2 separate regions of the Danio rerio genome follow, and region 1 is linked to region 2. A link is a contact called in public HiChIP or PLAC-seq data. All regions are on one chromosome and are shown on one strand. The core of a region is the stretch at or near the end of the contact, and the rest is flanking DNA. Distances in the headings are between cores, read along the strand shown.

Region 1 (3,851 bases), core at 590-3,089, 260 kb before region 2:
GAAGCCCCGGATGGCCCTCTTTGACCCAAGGTATTCGGCGGGCCGAAAAAAGCCGGCCACTGGCCCCAAGAAAGCCCCGATTTGGCCCGATTACGCCCCGGAAGTGACAGTGAAAACGCGACTGGCCTTAGCTCGCCCTGGCTCGTTCGCTTTAGGCGCGATACTGGAAACATGGCTATTGGGGCTGAAGTCATTAGGCATTAAAGCTAAGTAGATCTGAGTGTCATCAACATAGCTATGGTAGGAGATTTGGTTCTTTCTCATTGTTTGGCTTAGTGGGAGCAAATAAAGGTTGAACAGGAAAGGTGCCAGAATTGATTTGTGTGGGACTCCACATGTCATGGGTGTCTACCTCGACCTATGGTCACCTATACTGACATAGTAACCTCTTCCTTCAAGGTAAGATGCGAACATTTGAGGACCATCCCAGATTAAGTGCAAATAACTCAAGTAGTTAATGTGTGTATAGCATGTCAGAAAAAAATAAATGTTGCATCAGTTTACTGTGACTATTGAGCCATGCTACACCGAGTGTAAACATTAACTGATTATTATATAACAGTCTGGAATAGTTCAGTCACTACATTCAAGGTATGTAATTCCTAGATAACATCCTCTAAAACTAATAACACAGACTCATCTGGGTACTTTGAATTGACTGTCAGTGAATCTGCTTGTCTGGGACACCACAGCTTTTGCTTTTGACTGTTGTGTGAATCTTGTGACTTAATAATACAGTAGGTCTGTGTATGCTCCATTCAGCCATTTTTGTTTATCTCAGCTAAGCGTTTAATTAAAGAAATAATAAAATATTACAGCTCTAATAAAAAAAAATGTAGCAAGTAGCAGTGGCAAAAGCAGGATAAAATACATGGTGCTGTCTTGTGAATAAATAATGTCTAGGTCTTCCTTTTTCAGCTAGTTTAGTTTCTCTCAGTGTTGCATTTTTGACTGTTTGGCATCATCCTGTGATTGAATAATGTGCAGGTTAGTGTATACTCCATCAGCAGTTTTTGTTTCTGTCAGCTTTGCGTTTAATTAATAAACGATTACGCCTCAGAACAACGTTTTGTGTCTAATTTTATGTTTTGTGTGAAGTAGCTGTATATAAACCATATAATTACGTATAAACATTATATTATGCATAAACCAGGATAATAATCATTAATAAGTGACATAAATATGTAATAGAAGACATAAATTAGGGAAAAAGTACACCCAAGATGGTTGTTTTCACAGAATAAAGCCACCAGTCTTATACAACAGTCCTCATGTTCACATTGGGCTGCTGCTAAGTCTGTCAGGCTTTATTCTGCAATAACAGCCTCCAGGATGTACTTTATCCCTAACTTTATAATGAGTTGCATTGCCATTGTTATGCCACTTACATCCAATGTAGCACAGTTTGCTGTTCTGGTGTATGATGACACCAAAGTGTGTCAAGAGACTTGTGTTTACATGACAAATGTTCACAATCTATGACAGTTTTTTTGAGTGATGAGGTTACAAAATATTTTGGACGATGTTGACCACATATGATCAGATCACTTGAGATGTATCTAAATATACCAGGTTTAAATTGAGTATGACTGAAAAGAACGGCAATCTGAAAGAGGCAGTCAGGAAACGCTCAGAGAACAAGAAAAAGGTGTCACGATATCAAAGAAAGAACAGAACATGTAAGTAAAGGAAAGAGGCAAGAGGGAAAGGGGAAATGGGTTAGGAAGGAGGGGGAGTGAGAGAGGAAGAGGAAAAAGACAGGAAGGAGGGAGGGAAAGAGAGATAGACAGGCAGGGAAGGGCTTCTTTAATGAATTAATGACTGCTCTCTTCACTCTCTCTCTTTCTCTCCATCTCTGCTCAGACACAGACGGTGGATGGTGGGTGAATGGAGGGGGGGATATAGAGCAGCGCCGCCGATGAAATAATAAATAAACACATGAATAAGTGAAGAGATACACATGAGGCGCAGCACTCACGCAGGAAGATGGCTGTCTCACTCTCTCTGCCTCTCTCTATAGTTCCATCTCCTGAGTGATGGGCTCTAACTTCAAGCAGCTGGAAGTGTTGAAATATTTAGCGATCACAGGGAAAGGGTGAATGCTAATTTCGGGCAGTCCTATGCGCCGTCTAGCTGCACCATCCGCCGGGTCTCTGGTGACCTTGTGCTTGGCGAGGGGGGAAGAACTTTGGGCATGCTAACAAGATGGGAACCAACTAGCGCCCAAGTTACAAATGTGCACAGCGCCATGTGAAAACAGGCCGCAACGGTCACATTTCTGTTAGCGTCGATGGCCAATCTAAAGCTCGTTTCAGAGGCAAATGAGCTCCTTTGAAGTAACTCTTCTACAATGGCTTCCCAACACTGGCACTATTGTTTTATACGTGCTTACGTAACATTGCATGACTGTCAGGTCAACTGACTTGACACAGATTTGGTACATGTAACTGGCAAGCATACAAATGAGTCAATAAACTAAACATGTCAGACATAATAGTGAGATTAAACCAGATGGCATATCAGTTGTAAAAAAACCCACCAACAATAGAATAAATGTCGCTCACAATGACACATTGTGGGTTGTAACCGTTTAAACAGTATAGTGCAGGTGTATGCTTTAAATTTACAAATAATACATTCAAATGAATTCATGGTTTACTTAGCCTTATGTCACTCTAAGCTTGACATTATTTAACTGTGCAGATGAAAGTCTCGTGCCAAGTGTGATGATGCCAGTGTTGCCATCGCTTGCATGCTTTGCTGTTGATCACAACGAAATTTGTTTTGAAGTGTGAATCAAATTTGCAAAAGAAAAATTATTTATTCCATCAGTACTTAATCAAAATAGTCTGGTTCCCCAGAAAAAAAAAAATCTAAAATTTTTAAGATACATATATTTTTATAAAATATTAAAATACGAAATATGTTTTTAATTAAATATATTTTTTTACAAATCTCTTTGGAAAGGTTTAAAAAGCAATGAGAAAGAAATAAAATAATAAATTAAGATATACAGTATTTATGAGAACACAGCTTGTCTTGTGCACTAAATGTTGCTTGTTTTTAGGATTATTTTTGATTATTATTATTTTTTTTGACAAACAAGGCCAGCATACTGATTAAAGAATTAAATCACGAAAAAAACATATCTTAGTCACCCACTAAAATATATATATATATATATATATATATATATATATATATATATATATATATATATATATATATATATATATATATATATATATATATATATGTTCTTCTTGTGTTTTCTCCGGGTGCACTGGTTTCCCCCACAGTCCAAAGACATGCACTATAAGTGAACTAAATCGGCCGTAGTGTGTGTGTGTGTGTGTGTGTGTGTGTGTGTGTGTGTGTGTGTGCGTGTGTGTGTGTGTGTGTGTGAATGCAATAGTGTACAACAAGACAGATTTATTAAACAGATATATTTACTAAAATAACATTTTAGTCACCATACATATTTAGAATTTAAAAAATAATACAACTAAATTCAAGCAATATATTGCAAATCAATATACAACCTACAAAATGTTATACATATTCATACTTTTTGCTTCTCTTGATTTTTCTTCTTTTTAAAAAAAAAAACATGTAATTTTTTTCTATAACATAAATTTAGGTGTGCTAGTTTTTGGACTGTTATCATAAGTTGCACAAATATAATATTGTCTAGCTATTGAAATATGAATTTTTGAGAGAGATGTACTTATTTTCATTCATTCGTTTTCTTTTCGGCTTAGTCCCTTTATAAATCCAGGGCCGCCACAGAGGAATAGACGGCAACTTATCCAGCACGTTTTCAGATCCAGCACAGAAGATGCCCTTCCAGC
Region 2 (4,066 bases), core at 335-2,834:
TATGTTAAATTTAATGCAAATGTGACAAGACTGACAGAAACATTGGGACAGTTGTAAATTTATTTGTATTATATATTTGCAGTATTTATTTGTAGAATTTATTTATAATTTTATGTTTTTAATCAATTAATGTGAATGATAACTTAAACATGCTATTTCTGAAGTATTTTTTTCTAAACAACAGTTTAAGCATAACAAAACTATTAAAGCTGTAGGTTAAATTGAGCTGAGGACAAGGACAATGACAGGGTTTGTATATTTGTAGGGTGCTTTTAATAGGAAAAAAAAAACTGAGAACAAAATGAATCACCTACTTCTCGCAGAAATCAACCATTAGTCCATTTTAGAAATTCTTGGGATAAATTTTTTTTTTATCCACTCTATTTATGGTTTTTTATTTCAGGGACTGATAATGTACGTTTCTGGATAGAGGTAAAGTCAGTTTTATATTCACACATTCGTTCATTGAGCAGTCTGTTTATTGTTTACCATGTTACTTTGAACATTTGCTCGGAATTATGCAAGTATGACTTTCTAAACAACAGTAACACTATACAATTCACTGTAAGCAATGTTGTACTTTGATAGTCATTGGCTGCTAATATGATTTCCCTATTTAGAATTTGCAAAAAATACTTTTCTGAAAATATATTATAAAGGAGAATGTCTGAATATTGAATATAAAACCAACTTTACCCCTATCATTTCTGGTAGTATTTCCCATCTACAAGTTTTCAGACATGAGAAACCATCAGGGTAAAGTTGGTTTTATATTCACGTATTAGGACTTTCTCCTTGATAAAAAAATTTCTGAAAAGTATTATTCGCAAATTCTAAATAGGGATATATTAGCAGCCAGTGACTATCAAAGTACAACATCCACAATCTATTAAATAGTGCTAATGTTGTTTTGAAGTCATGCATGTGATTTCAGACCGAATATTCAAAGTACCATGGTAAACAATATAAGGAGAGTCTCACTGAATGAATGTGCGAATATAAACCAACTTTACCATTGAGATATATCTTATAATGACTTTGCACATTGAACGCTAATTGGAATTTTTCCCCATGACGTTTTAATATATTTTTAAACTATTATATAAGGGTAAACAACAACATTCATCACTGTTTATTTAACAGTAATGTTAATTCGTCTTACCTCTATTAATTTGTCTCCTTTAACCACATCCAAATGAAGTCCAGGTGGAGGTTTTCCTGCCCTGAGATTAAATGTTATTAAATTAAATTATTCAACATTAAATACTAAAATGTGCAACGCAACACGAAATAGCGGATCCATATACATGGCACAAATTAGCCACATAAAAACAGAATAAAAGTCCATTCATTAACGCAATTATGCATATTCGATATTTTACTGTGTGTTGAGTTTCTGTCTGCGACTCTTGTTTACAGGGGTAAATTGCATTGTTTGTATTTATGCATTAATGACCTACTAGGTAGCTCCACACACATGCATGCAGGACTTCACTTTGAGTGCAAAAATGAAGTAATTGGTTTCTTATCTCACCATGACGGGCAGTCAAAGCCTGTTGTGTTTGTGCTTGCAATAGCCGCCATTTTGCACAACCGCGGTGAACGCTGGGTAATTACGGGGTGTTATTGAGAATTGTGGGATTTGAAGTTTGTTTGTCAAATCATGGGTTGGCTTGCTAAAGGTATCACTGTACATTCTATCTACACACGGTTAAATAAATGAAATTCTTTAGTATAATGTTCATATTGTTTTCATTCCAACTGGAATCTTATCATAAAGCTAGTTTTTTCTTTTCAATTTGCCTAGTGTAGCTATGTGCCTTCATGCAGGCCCATGACAAAGACAAACGTTTAAACCATGCATTGTATCAATACAATTTTATAATTTTTTGATAAATAAATACAGTAGGCTACAATTTTTTTTTTTTTTGCTGAAAACTTGCACAGCATTTCAAATGATAGACGAAAACTACACATTGTATCAACCTAATTTTATAATTTTATATATTGCCTGTCATGTTTTAATGTGAGAGAAATAAAACAATACAGATAAAAACACAAAGAAAAAATGATATCTGCAAAAATTTCTTGTACAAAACTATTTAAATTTGTTGAATTTAAACAATTAAACAATTTAAATTTTGTAATTCATTTATTTATTCATTTTCTTTTCTGTTTAGTCTGATTACTAATCTAGGGTCGCCACAGCGGAATGAACCGTTAACTTATCCAGCATAATTTTTATGCAGCGTATGCCCTTCACTGAAAAAAGTGTTGCATGCAGAACTGTTGCAAACAATTTATTTGTGTTGAATTTAAACAAACAAATTAAGTTTAACAATGTTCAACTTAATTTGTTTGTTTAAATTCAACACAAATAAAATGTTTACAACCACTTAACGTAAAAAAATTGAGTAAATCCAAGGAATCATCTCTGAATAATTTTTTTCAGTGTTCTAGCTGCAACCCATGATTAAGAAACATCCACACACACAACAGACAATTTAGCTTACCCAATTCACCTGTACTGCATGTCTTTGGACTTGTGGGGCAAACCGGAGCACCCGGAGGAAGTGAAACCAGGGAGAACATGCAAACTCCACACAGAAATGCCAACTGACCCAGCCGAGGCTCCAATCAGCAACCTTCTTGCTGTCAAGCGACAGCACTACTGACTGTGCCACGGTCCACACCACCTAAATTTAGTAATGTTCAACTATTACAATATTTTATTTTTAATTATATTTTTATTTTATATCAGTAGATATACACATCGACTTACCTGCAGCCAGTCTTGTAGAAAGGTTTGCGCGGTGCTGATACCTTGTTTTAGTCTTCACTGGATGCAACGTATTTCACTTTCCATTTTTTAAATCAGTTTTTATATATATATATATATATATCAAGGGATTTAGATCTCAACTGGGTCTTTTTAAATAAGGGCAAATACAGGCCTACTGTAAAGAAATTAGCAGTCAAATTAGCAGTTTTCTGTATTTTGTTATTCATGTTTTCTATGCTTTGAAATTGCCTTATGGGACTTTTTAATGTTAAAAAGATTAAAAAAGTGACTTGGGATTTTTAATTGATATTGTCTGGATTGGGATTGTAAATTACAAAAACGTACAGTGCTTTTTTTCAGTTTTATAAATAATTTAGATGAACCATTAAATGCCTCTGAAATTTTCATCTAAAATTAGCATTTTTTCTCATTTTCTTGTACCTTTTCATTCCCTTCAAAGTGAAATAAATGAAATTAGGCTGAGAAAGATGCTCATTTTCAGGCCTGTATAGCCAGGCTGGTGGAAGAGGTGGTTTCTTTTTCTCGTTTCTCCTTTTTTTGCAGTTATTTCCCTCATTTTCTGTTTAATTATGATGTTTAAATACTGCATTTTTTTTTTTTAATTTTAAGCACTATCCTTTGCTGGATTAGCTTGTCAGATGGCCATATCATAACAACTCTTTCTGATGAACCAAAAACATTTCCTAAAGATTTAGAAGAAATACAATACTTATTTTAAAAATACATTATTAGAAAAAATAGGAATTTGTTAAACTCTTAAATTATAAACTGTACATTGTCATTGTATAAAGCCTATAGGCAAATACAAACTGAGCAGCACATTCAACTTTCGTCTGTCGATTTTGGCACGGTGTGACTTTATAATGGGTTATTTTTTACAATTTGTTAGAATGTTTGGCATAGCAGTCAAAATAGAAAAAAAAAAAAAAAAAACTCATCGATGTGTCAAATACTGGACCTTTGTCAGTGAGGGGTGGGTCTTTCAAACTACCCGAAACCAATATGGGCCTGATTTTAGAAGAAGATTTCAGATTCAGTTTCAAACTACTGGTGTCAATAAAATGCACATTGCTGTACAGAGTTAAACATCAAAAGTTAACAGAGCACATAGATCAAGATCCCACAATGCAATTTCTAACTGTAATTAAACCAAAATAACCCGTAAATGACAAAATATCAAAACTGTTAATTAATGAATTGATTTAAAAAATGGTTTGGTTGAGCTAAAAACTTCTGAGTTTTGCAGAGTTTTTCTTTGTTTTT

Evidence for each region. HiChIP or PLAC-seq counts read pairs in DNA pulled down with a chosen protein or histone mark.
Region 1: an H3K4me3 HiChIP or PLAC-seq map of embryo shows a contact between it and region 2, with 4 times the contacts expected there. The contact joins the enhancer-like site here to the promoter of ppp1r8a in region 2. A contact is called at or near these places in 4 of 18 Hi-C or Micro-C datasets (caudal fin, embryo, hematopoietic stem cells and 1 more) and 2 of 4 datasets of contacts at active chromatin or transcription factors (caudal fin and embryo).

Annotation. Positions count from the first base shown.
Region 1 is chr19:16,940,234-16,944,084 of GRCz12tu, reverse strand. No RefSeq gene overlaps it. Among named protein-coding and RNA genes, the nearest start is that of cited4a, 72 kb to the left of the region's middle. Within about 2 kb of position 1,839, at least 4 of the 62 cell types and tissues checked have an H3K27ac peak or open chromatin away from gene starts, as enhancers often do.
Region 2 is chr19:16,677,937-16,682,002 of GRCz12tu, reverse strand. It overlaps ppp1r8a (protein phosphatase 1, regulatory subunit 8a), which reads right to left and starts at 1,584. Exons shown (of 7, transcript NM_001100952.1): 1 at 1,535-1,584; 2 at 1,163-1,223. The coding sequence starts at 1,584. All of the region lies in intron 2 of ftr55 (finTRIM family, member 55), which reads left to right.